Linked DNA regions of Mus musculus: region 1 is linked to region 2. A link is a contact called in public Hi-C data. All regions are on one chromosome and are shown on one strand. The core of a region is the stretch at or near the end of the contact, and the rest is flanking DNA. Distances in the headings are between cores, read along the strand shown.

Region 1 (5,704 bases), core at 1,344-3,843, 360 kb after region 2:
GAGAATGTCTAATTTGTGACCACGTTTTTGAGGCCACAAGTCCACAATGAACTAAGTCACGTGTTACACTTCTTAGATGTGCCCAGAACTGAGAGAAGTCCCTTGGAGATGCCTGCCCCGGAACAGGCAACTGCGGACTCCTTGGTGTGTGTTCCCCTTACTGTAACATAGATTCCTCAAGGGTATGAGTGGGGCTTCTCTACGTCACCTTCCTATGTTTAGACCATGGACCAGAGTCTATGCTCAGTAACTTCTTTTAAGGAACTGCATGGGAAGCTGCGGGAGAACGAAAGCCAGCAGCAATGAATGCGACTCCAGGAACACTTATTCCAGAGCCAGGAATAAGTCAGGACTCTTAGACTCATTCAAAGCAAGCTTTAAAAATGGAGAGTGCTCGGCCTCCTGATACAGGAGTGAACCATCAGATTTTCACTGCTTCATCAGTTGCACAAAAAAAAATGTGTTCATTCTATAGAAAATTAGTAAGCTTCTTCTATATTCTGGGCACCGTTCTAGCCCTGGCTTACATGGCAAGACTCCCAGAATCTCCTCCCTAATTGGAACAGACATTCTACAGGAGACAGAAAACCAAGTCATAAAGGATCTATCTATTCAGGGCTGGCCACACTGGAGGATAACGGAATTTCATATCTTAATAGACACTAGATGACCTTCAAGAGGGCACATGTAAACCACTCTTATGAGCTTGGAGTTTATTACACAAAAATAAATGAAAATGAAAATGCCTGTAGGATAGTTTTCTCCATAATTCTCCTTCAAAAATACTTAACCTCAATTTAGTCAACATTTTAGTCAACATTCTACACAGTATCAGTATTGAAATTGTCCATATCATAAAAAGCAAAAGAGATGAAGAATCTTCCTAGATTTAAAAGGTAACCAAGTATTGCTGTGGTTGGAATAGGAATGCCCCCTCCACCCCCCATAGACTCATGTGTTTCAATGCCTGGCCCACAGAAAGTGGTACTATTAGAAGGCTCATGTGTTTCAATGCCTGGCCCACAGAAAGTGGTACTATTAGAAGGTGTGGCTGTTTTGGAGTAGGTGTGGCTTCCTTGTAAGTTGTTATAGTAAGTGAGGTCTCTCAGGCCCAAGCTACCCAGGGCAATACGCAGTCTCCTGGGCCTGTTGTTCAAGATGTAGAACTCTCAGCTCCTTTTCCTGTATCACATCTGCCATGCTCCCTGCCTGCCATGATGATAATGGACTAAACCTCTGAAACTGTAAGCCAGCCCCAATTAAATATTTTCCTTATAGGAATTACTGTGGTCGAAGTGGAGGCTCACAGTCAGCTATTGGATGGAACACAGGGCCCCCAATGGAGGAGGTAGAGAAAGTACCCAAGGAGCTAAAGGGATCTGCAACCCTATAGGTGGAACAACAATATGAACTAACCAGTACCCCCCAGGAGCTCGTGTCTCTAGCTGCATATATATCAGAAGATGGCCTAGTCGGCCATCAGTGGAAAGAGTGCCCCATTGGTCATGCAAACTTTATATGCCTCAGTACAGGGGACCGCCAGGGCCAAGAAGTGGGAGTGGGGTGGGGGGAGCGTGGGGGGGACTTTTGGGATAGCATTGGAAATGTAAATGAAGAAAATACCTAATAAAAATAATAAAAAATTTTTAAAAAGAATTACTGTGGTCATGGACTCTCTTCATGGGAATAAAATCCTAAAAGACAGTATAGAATATGATCCCTTTGTAAATATTTTAAAACCTAAACAAGGCTTTGAGCCCAGGACAAAAGATGAACGTGAATACAAACACACTCAGGGCACTTAAGGTAGCTCAAAACAATATGCCCAAAGACCTTTAAGATTGGTTCTTTTTCTTAGATACCTTCCTACAAAGGTCTACTACTTTAACAGTGTGAACGGCTATGAAATGAAAATTAATCACTGGGTTTCCATAAAATGGAAGCTACCTCAAATACTTTCTCAAGCAAACATCCCAGGTAGAGAGTTTTATAATGATCCTACCACAACCTACAATGTGCTATTAGCCCACTGCTCCCGGGACTGCATATAAGGATGGGCATTATTTTTTCTTTCTGTAGCAACAGGTTTTTCCGATCACTCTTGTCTCTGATAGTGGGATTTGGTGTTAGGGATATCTCTGAATGTTTCACTATTCAATTCTCTCTCTCTATCCCTTTTATCCCACTACCTCCCACATGGAGCTTGGTCAAATTATAATGCTTTCCTTTGCTCCCTTCTTTCCTCTCCCTCCTCCTCCTGCTCCTCCTCCTCCTCCTTCTTCACGGGAGCTGCATCAGATAGACTGACAGACACAACTCCAGAGAGGGCCAACTGGATAATCTTCACGTGTAAGTTCATAGAAACGAAACAATCTGCTCTTACTCACTAAAAATAGCAATCTTTGCATCTAGATGCAAGATTTAAAATATGTAAATACAGTACACATAAATTTTAAAAATAAATTTAATTTAAATAATTAAAAGAAATAAAACTAAAACCCTTGGAGCTTGGCAAGACTGCACACCTGTAACATTGATCATTTACTAGGCTGGGTTGGCAAGATGGGCTTTCTGCCAGTCTCTATTTATATAGTGAGACTCGGTCTTAAAAATAAATAAATAAAGTAAATATAAATAAAAGTTTAGATTTGTGTGTGTGGTGTTGTTGTTGTTGTTGTTGTTTTTCCTTTAGTTTCATTTTCAGTTTTTATTCAGCAATACAAAATACTGGCCTTCTAGAGAACGATCCAGTAAATACATTGAATGTGCTCCCTCTGCTGGCCCGATGAATAAATGCATGGGGCGAGTTCACTGGCATAGTGACACCTTGTGGTAGAATGACGGGGCCACAAGCTAACTTGTGGAAAAAAGAAAATCAGTTTGAAAAATTTGAGACGCTCCTATACTGCTTCAACATGATATTTCTCCTACCAAAATGAGTGACCATAAAATGTTAACACTTCAGGATTTCTAATTTAACTCAACAAAAATGGCTCTCTACCACAGTCTTACAAGTAAGCATTTCATATGGAAATAAAAATATTTATAGGGGAAGATCCAGAAGGGGGTGAGGAAGAAGAAAGAATATATCAACAAAACATTTTGGATTGAAAAATTTAGATTTTCAATTTAAAAAAGAAAATATTTACAAAGGCTGCAGGGATGGCTCCGTGGTTAAGGACACTTGTTGCTGTTACAGAGGACCTGGTTTGATACCCAGCATCCACAGGGTAGTTCACAACCATCCGTGAGCCTCTCCACGGATCTCATGCCCTCTTCTGACCTTTGTGAGCACCAGGCATGTACATGGAACACATGCATACATGCAGGCAAAACGTCCTACACAAAAAAAACAGGTCCCTAAAAACATTTTATATATTCTTTCTAAATAATTGTGCTTTTTGACCAGGTAGTTTTATGTCATTTCTTCTTTGATTTTTTTTTTTTTTTTGGTCACTTAGTAATTATAAACACTTATAAGACACAATAAGAAATTGGCTAATCATCGCAAATTTACCACTTGCTCATGATGGAAACATTCAAAATTCACCCTACTTATTTTTTTTTTACGTATTCAATTAGCTATTGTAAGCCCTAGTTCTCTTGCTACAACAGAACAGAAGCAATAACTTCTTCTATCCAACTTCTTCTATCCCCACTTTCTTATCCCTAAAGTGAAGAAAACACAGATTTCAACTCAGACGGAGTCTATGCTTTCATTCTGCCCATTACCCATATGCAGACATTGTGCTGGAAATGATCTATGTTCATGTTCAACACAGATATCTCGGCAAGAATCCTGTAACCCTTTCAACAGCCGTTAAATAGGAGGTTCGCTTGGTTCTCATGCTTGGTCAGTTAACAGTATACTGTCAAACCCATAGTCTTACTATACATAAACATTTTTAGTATTTAAAAGCTGATATCTCTCTCTCTCTCTCTCTCTCTCTCTCTCTCTCTCTCTCTCTCCAAAATTTTAGCATCACACAATCCTCAGGCACCAGTGACAGGACTTCAAAGACCTCATTTCTGGAGTCGGGGGGCGGGCGTTGGATACACAGACGCCATAGCGGGGGCGAGGATGATGGGATCCGAGAACTACTTTTTGAGAGTTGGTCTTTGCCTTGGGGCCTCTCTTGTTTCGGCTATCCGCATTCTCCGGGCCGGCTGGTCTGTAAGCTTCTAGATCCTTCTCAGCTTTCTGCCTCCCATCTTGCCACAGGAGTACTGGGCATATGGACGTGTGCTGCGGCAGGCTTTTTACATGGATGCAAAGGATTAAACTCGGCTGTCAGACTTGCACAGCCAGCGTATACTGAGCCATCTCCTGCTACTCTAGGACCTTTTTTTTTTTAACCGTTTGTGTGCATAAATAGTCTCGCTTATGCAGCAATAAACATGGTAGCATCTCTAACATAAAACATAGCTGATGGCTCCCAATGGAGGAGCTAGAGAAAGAACCCAAGGAGCTAAAGGGATCTGCAACCCTATAGGTGGAACAACATTATGAACTAACCAGTACCCCGGAGCTCTTGACTCTAGCTGCATATGTATCAAAAGATGGCCTAGTCAGCCATCACTGGAAAGAGAGGCCCATTGGAAACGCAAACTTTGTATGCCCCAGTACAGGGGAACGCCAGGGCCAAAAAGGGGGAGTGGGTGGGTAGGGGAGTGGGGGTGGGTGGGTATGGGGGACTTTTGGTATAGCATTGGAAATGTAAATGAGCTAAATACCTAATAAAAAATGGAAAAAAAAAAACATAGCTGAATAAGAACCAAAAAAAAAAAAAAAAAGGGTAAAAAGGTCTTTTAATTAAGTTGAACAAGCACCAATTTTCACTTTTAAAACAGTAAGCAAAAGTACAAACCTGCTTGTTGTCTTACTCAACACCTCTTCTGAACGGGGCCAAGGTTCAAACAGACAAGAAATGAATACTTACAGGAGGTTCCTAAATGTGGCTGAGACAGTGGGGAGGATCATTACCCGCCAGAAGGCCTCGTACCTCTGAAAGAGAGCACTTTCGGCAGCTGTGAGAAGGCCCTTCGTGTATCCGCCCTTGAAGTGGTTGATTCTGCTGCTGCAGGGGAGTTTCTTTGGTTTGAAGCAGAACCAGGGCTCTCCGGTGGACAGATCCGTAAAGTTGCACAAGGGAAGACTTCCAGGAAGACACACATTGCACTTCATTGTTTCAGAAATCCTTCCCGATCGGAAGAGACTCTTGAAATAGACCCTGTCTGGTTTCTCTTCCTGCAGGCGCTGAAGGACTCTGATCCCTTCACTGGGGTGAACCAGAGATACGGACACTCTGACTCTGCCTGGCCAGAGCAAAGTAAAAAACACCTTGTAAAATCCATTCTGGTAGTCTACCACGCGGCCCACGGCGCCGGCCTGCAGCTTAGGCGAGTGTATTCTGGCCTGCAGGTAATCTCCGCCATACTTCTTGGGCTTCCCTCGAAAATCCTGCACATGAACCAGCACCTCCAGCCGGCTCCCCACCCTGAAGAAGGTTGCAGAGTTCAAGATGACGAAGTAGCTGGAGGAAGGGTCCGTGCTCCTCACAAATGGGACCAGATCCACGTCAGGCACCTTCCACTTGGAGGCAGCAAGCAAGGCATCCTCCTCTAAGCGTTCCTGACTAGACAGGGTCTGGTGCTCATAGCCGCAGTACGCATTCCGACTGAAGCCTGTAGCCTGCGAGGAAAC
Region 2 (5,105 bases), core at 2,154-4,653:
TGTTCTACAGGAAATAGGATATATAGGACATCTATAGTACCAAGTGGGAAGAAATTTCGAATCGGAGGACCATGATAGAGACCATTTGAGAGTCCAAGGCGATATCTGCTCTAACAAAAAGCAAATTCTGTCAACATGAAAGTAGATTGCAAGACATTTATTATAAAATAGTATAAATAAATAAAAATGTAGAAATAATAGAAGGAAAGCAAGAGAATGTGGAGTCTGTGCCTGTGAAAGAAGAGAGGGGGATGTGCAGAGCCTTCCACTCCAGGGAGAGTCTGGAAGTCTGAGACTAATGGAAAGCTTCTACACTAAGATTTACTTTACAGATGTTTTGCATCTGACATGAGGGTACAGCTCTATTAGACTCTCCAGTCATTGGCCTGGGCAGTGTCGGTGAAGAACCGCCATGATATAAACCTCTGAACCCGAAGTGTGCAGTACCTACAAGCTATCTGGCTACTTCCTGCTTCTGACGGATCCTCAGCAGAAGAGCTCAGTGACAAACCTCTATGACTGCCACCAAAGCACAAAGAGATGAGAGAAGAAGCAAACTACCATCTGTGATGGCAGGTAGAGAATGGGTGATTCTCAGTCAGCGTGAAGGGTCTTTTGAAAATCACGTTCCTGATTCATGTTGTGCTTTTGCCTGGATGTGCATAGATGCTCAGATTTAGGGCCCAGGGCAAAGAGAAAATAATTCCGTCAGGGTAGAAGTCTAAGCCATTGAATACAATAAAGCAAGATAGGGGCTTGAGGTATTTGAGGACGTATGCACAGAAGTGAGCAATAATTGACAGAAAGAAGGACATCATGACTTAAAAAAATAAGTAATCAAAGAAACAAACAAAATCAGTCCCAACAGACAGAAAACAAATCATAAACAGATTGTGCTAAAATAGGGCATAGATGAAATTCAGATACTAAAAAGAGAAGACCAGAAATAAGACCTTATGATTAGTGATCAGAAGATAGGACACAAAAGTTGAGACACTGAATTGTAGTTATTAGAAATAAAGGGCCTTGTACGTTACCAAGACAAGTAATGATGATGGTGGATTAAAGGGCAGTTAGAAAGCGGAGAGAAAATTCAGAACAGAAAGTGGGCAGTTAGAGACCTTACTTACATGTATGTTGAAATTAGCAAAAATAAGAAAAGAATAGTAAAAGGGAAACTAATGAGGAGCTGGCAACTAAAATTCACTCATGAACTAATAATTCAAAGGGCAGTAGTGATGGGAAGTGGAGAATACAGTCTGTGTGATACTTATGGTTTGAGGGAGTGAGGGAGTGTGGGAGAGCAATGGGACCCCCTAAACTGCCTCTAGACCCATGGGTACCAGTGCTTTGACAGCTAAATGAACCTTGGCCGATGGACAGAGCCCTGGAGGGGATAGAATCCTCAGGGCAGACATTGGTTTGGGTCAGGACAGGAAGTTAAAACTAACGTGTCCTCTTTTCCAAGTCTTCAAATCGGTCTTAAATAAACTTTGTTACTGTGCACCTTAAAAAAAAGTAACAAGCATTCAAGGTCAGCTCAAGAGATGTGAACCTGGAAGGTAGCTCGTTTTACTTAAAGAGGGAGCTATAGGTGCTAAAGAACTCAGTGGTTAAGAGTACTGGCTGCCAGTATAGAGGAATGCCAGGGCCAGGGCCAGGAATGGGAGTGGGTGGGTTGGGGAGCAGGGGGAGTGGGGGAGGGGATAGGGGATTTTCAGAAAGGAAACTAGGAAAGGGGATAACATTTGATATGGAAATAATGAAAATATCTAATAAAAAAAAAAAGAAAGAAATGTCTTTTAAAAAAAATGAGTACAGGCTGCTTTCACACAGAACCTGGGTTCTGTTTTCTGCACCCATGTGGCAGCATTCAACCATCTGTAACTACAGTTCCAGGGGATCTATCACCCTCTTCTGGCCTCTGTGGGTACTGCACACATGTGGTGAACCTTCTTACAATCAGGAAAACAGGAAGACATAAAATAAAATAACTTTGAAAGGAACTAGTAAAGAAACAAAGACCTTAGGAATCAAAGGACACAGTCCCTGATTTGGCTAGGAAGTTTGCACTGGGAGGTAATAATATTAGAATGTAGGACATGAGCTATCTGGAAGAAACTAGATCCAAGTTGAGGCCAAAATTTAAATAAATAGATAGATAGATAGATAGATAGATAGATAGATAGATAGATAGATAGATAGATAGATAGATAGATAAAGTAAAACTAGACGGTGGTAGAACTAAAGAAAACACACAGCCACTGCTGTTGGCCACAACTGGAAGGCAGAGTGGAGAAGCCCAGCTTTGCCTCTTCTGACACACTTTGGTCACACCAGTGATTTCTCTCCATTCGGCCTCTTTGGCACCCAGGCCACAGTGGAGCTCTGCCACCTGTACTGGAAGAGAAATGTAGGGAAGGGACCAGGAGAGGAGTCTGCAGGTGATTTGCATAGGAATTCAAGAAGCTGATGCTATGGAGAGCTATTTTCTATGCTCCTGACTTCTAGAAGGCCCATAGGAGCATTTCAGGAATTGGGAAGGAATAAGGTTATACTTTGATGTATAAAGAATCATCTAAGAATCGTGGAAGATAAAAGGGGAGGAGCAAGGACTGAAGGCGCCTACCTGGAATCACACCACTAGGCAGGAGGATCACCAATTGGAGGCCAGCCTGAGTTCCAGAACAAAACCTTATCGATAAAGAAAGGGAATTCACAGATACTAGCAGGAGGGAGTGTGACCCTGGAGACTGGAGCTTCTTGGGTCAAATAGTAGGGAAGTTGCTGGCAGACAAGATCTGTAAGAGCGGGAGGCCTTCTCCCTGTTAGTAGGAGAAGATGCCAGAGCATATACACATGTTAAGGGGGAGAGGCTAGAGAATGTGACAGAGATGAAGAATAGAGATGAACGCAAAGGGGAGAAGAAAAGGGGAGGGCAGGGCAAGGAAACTGGAGAACTCTGGCTGTTAAGTATGTCCGGCATCTACTCCCTGGTTTGGGTAAGAACCCTGGCTGACTTTTATTTTCCTAAGAATCCAATCTCCTCCTTAGGTTCTTGGAATGTAGGAATGTAGTTTAATTTCCCCCAAGTTTTGTTTTCTACTGAATTCTAGAATCCCACCTGATATTAAGGCATTGTTTTGAGTATGAATGTGATTGTGGTGTGTGTGTGTGTGTGTGTGTGTGTGTGTGTGTGTGTGTGTGAACAGTAACTTTTTTTTTTCCTGAAACTCACGACTAACTTCTTCTCTCAGGGGTGAGCTTAAATGGATAACTAAATTTTAAATACATAATATGACGTTATCAGTGATTTTTTTTAAAAGCCCATGTTTCATTGACTTAAGTTGTTATCTGCTTGAGTAAACGAAACCAGGGCGTGACTCACCCTGGGAAAGTGGGAAGTGAGTCTGTGGGAACGCATTTCCTATGGTAACCTTAGAAGACTGCAGTTTGTTGTGCCTCCAGATCCCTAAGCACCAAGACATAGAAACATTTACAGCTTCATCTCTGACCTCCCAAGGGCCCTGCTTCTGCCTAGCCTTCTTCAGTGGGGATGTGTGTCTGTAAGAGCGGGAGACCTTCTCCCTGTTTGTTCTCATTAGTATGAGAAGATGCCAGAGAAGGTTGACTTGGCTGGGTGGAGTGTGTTACTACAACAACCTGAAGTAATCACACATCTTTGGAAAGCACCAAAAATCAGGCACAGGAAGCATAGCTCAGCCATTTAGAATATTCAGGAAGGAACTGGAGGCAAGGCCTAGAAATCAGATGCAGCATGGGGCTGAAAATTAGGGTTTCTATTGTTCACAAATAAATCAAACAATGGTATTTTAAAAATAAAAATGTTGTGTGTGGTGTGTTTTATTTAAAAAAAAAAAGCCAAGAATATGTTTTGTAGACCTCGGATTGGCGTGGTGGGAGCAGGTACCTCAGAAGGCCCGTGCTGAGACATTCCCCTCCCACTCGAGATACCAGCCATATGGTGGGTCTAGTATAGACAGATTTTATTTGGGAACATGGGAAGGGGAGTTGAGAAGGGAGTAGAGGCAGAGAAAGAGAAGGGGACAGAGAGAGACAAAGAGAGAAGAGGCTGGTGGAACATGAAGGGGATAGGGGGAAGGTTAGAGGGGGAGAAAGGGGTTAGGGAGAGTGAAGATGGTCAGAGAGTCAGAGAGATAAAAGGGGCAGAGAGAGGGGAGGAGAAGACAAACAGCCCTGTTTATAGCAAGCCAGGCCTACCTGGTGTTGCCAGGTAACTGTTGAACAGAGCCTAGAAGAAATGCCAACAATGCTTTCATCACCAAAGTAGAGATTTTTTTTCAATGTCTTATTATTTTTGCTTTCACTAAAAATGACTCATACAAGACCTTGGGGTTCTGTTTTTGTTTTTTGTTTTTTGGTTTTTGGTTTTTGGTTTTTTTCCCTCAGTGTACTACGATAGATCCAGTTATTTCTCAGCCTACAGCACTTTGAGTTTCAGTATGGATGTGTCATAGCCTGGCCCAACAACAACAAAAAAAAATTGTCAACAAGACAATGATTGTGAGAGCTAATGGCCACCTCCATTAACACATGCAAATTAAGCATATTCAAGGACTGCTATATAGTCAACGTTTTTGGATTTCAAATATGAATACAGTCCTGTGGTACTCGCTTCCTTTTCTGTGTGAGGACTTAATGTCTTCCCATTTGTCTATATTTGCTTGAGTTCCTTTTAGCTTGGAGATTTTGGGGGAGGGGAGTGAGGAGAGAGAGAGATGGAGAGATGGAGGGACAGAGAGACAGAGAGGGGGCTGTCTTCCTCAATCCCTTTCCACTTTACTTTTCTGAGTAGGGTCTCTCAGTGGGTTCCAGACCTTGGCTTTAGGCTAGCCTGGCTAAGCCTCTTGTGGTAGGATTACACAAGTGTACCACCATATCAGGCTGTTCAGTATAGATCATTGTGCCTTCTTTACCTACTGAGCCTTAGCTCCAGCTCAGTTTCTGGGTCTTAACAACTGAAAAGCAAATCCTTGGCCAATGTTCTGAAGTGTTCCTTCTACGTTTTCTTCTTGTCAGTTATAGTTTCTGGCCTTGTTTTTCTGCTTTTCACCCACTTCAAA

Evidence for each region. A called contact is a pair of places that touch in the nucleus more often than the background predicts.
Region 1: a Hi-C map of bone marrow-derived macrophages shows a contact between it and region 2, with 29 read pairs. The contact joins two enhancer-like sites. A contact is called at or near these places in 14 of 39 promoter capture datasets (the C10 cell line, the HPC-7 cell line, HPC-7-derived erythroid cells and 10 more), 7 of 15 datasets of contacts at CTCF or cohesin (CD8 T cells, the NIH/3T3 cell line, embryonic stem cells and 3 more), 105 of 484 Hi-C or Micro-C datasets (the AML12 cell line, B cells, the BV-2 cell line and 69 more) and 14 of 115 datasets of contacts at active chromatin or transcription factors (the HPC-7 cell line, acute myeloid leukemia, astrocytes and 10 more).

What each region holds. Positions count from the first base shown.
Region 1 is chr16:55,860,793-55,866,496 of GRCm38.p6, forward strand. Nxpe3 (neurexophilin and PC-esterase domain family, member 3) reads right to left here. Exons shown (of 6, transcript NM_001134457.1): 3 at 5,004-5,704. Among named protein-coding and RNA genes, the nearest start is that of Nxpe3, 32 kb to the right of the region's middle. Within about 2 kb of position 2,594, at least 9 of the 459 cell types and tissues checked have an H3K27ac peak or open chromatin away from gene starts, as enhancers often do. A contact at or near this core is called in bone marrow-derived macrophages, where this site is marked.
Region 2 is chr16:55,501,563-55,506,667 of GRCm38.p6, forward strand. The region is part of intron 1 of Gm45968 (a long non-coding RNA gene); the gene reads right to left. Among named protein-coding and RNA genes, the nearest start is that of Mir5118, 9.4 kb to the left of the region's middle. Within about 2 kb of position 3,404, at least 55 of the 459 cell types and tissues checked have an H3K27ac peak or open chromatin away from gene starts, as enhancers often do. A contact at or near this core is called in bone marrow-derived macrophages, where this site is marked.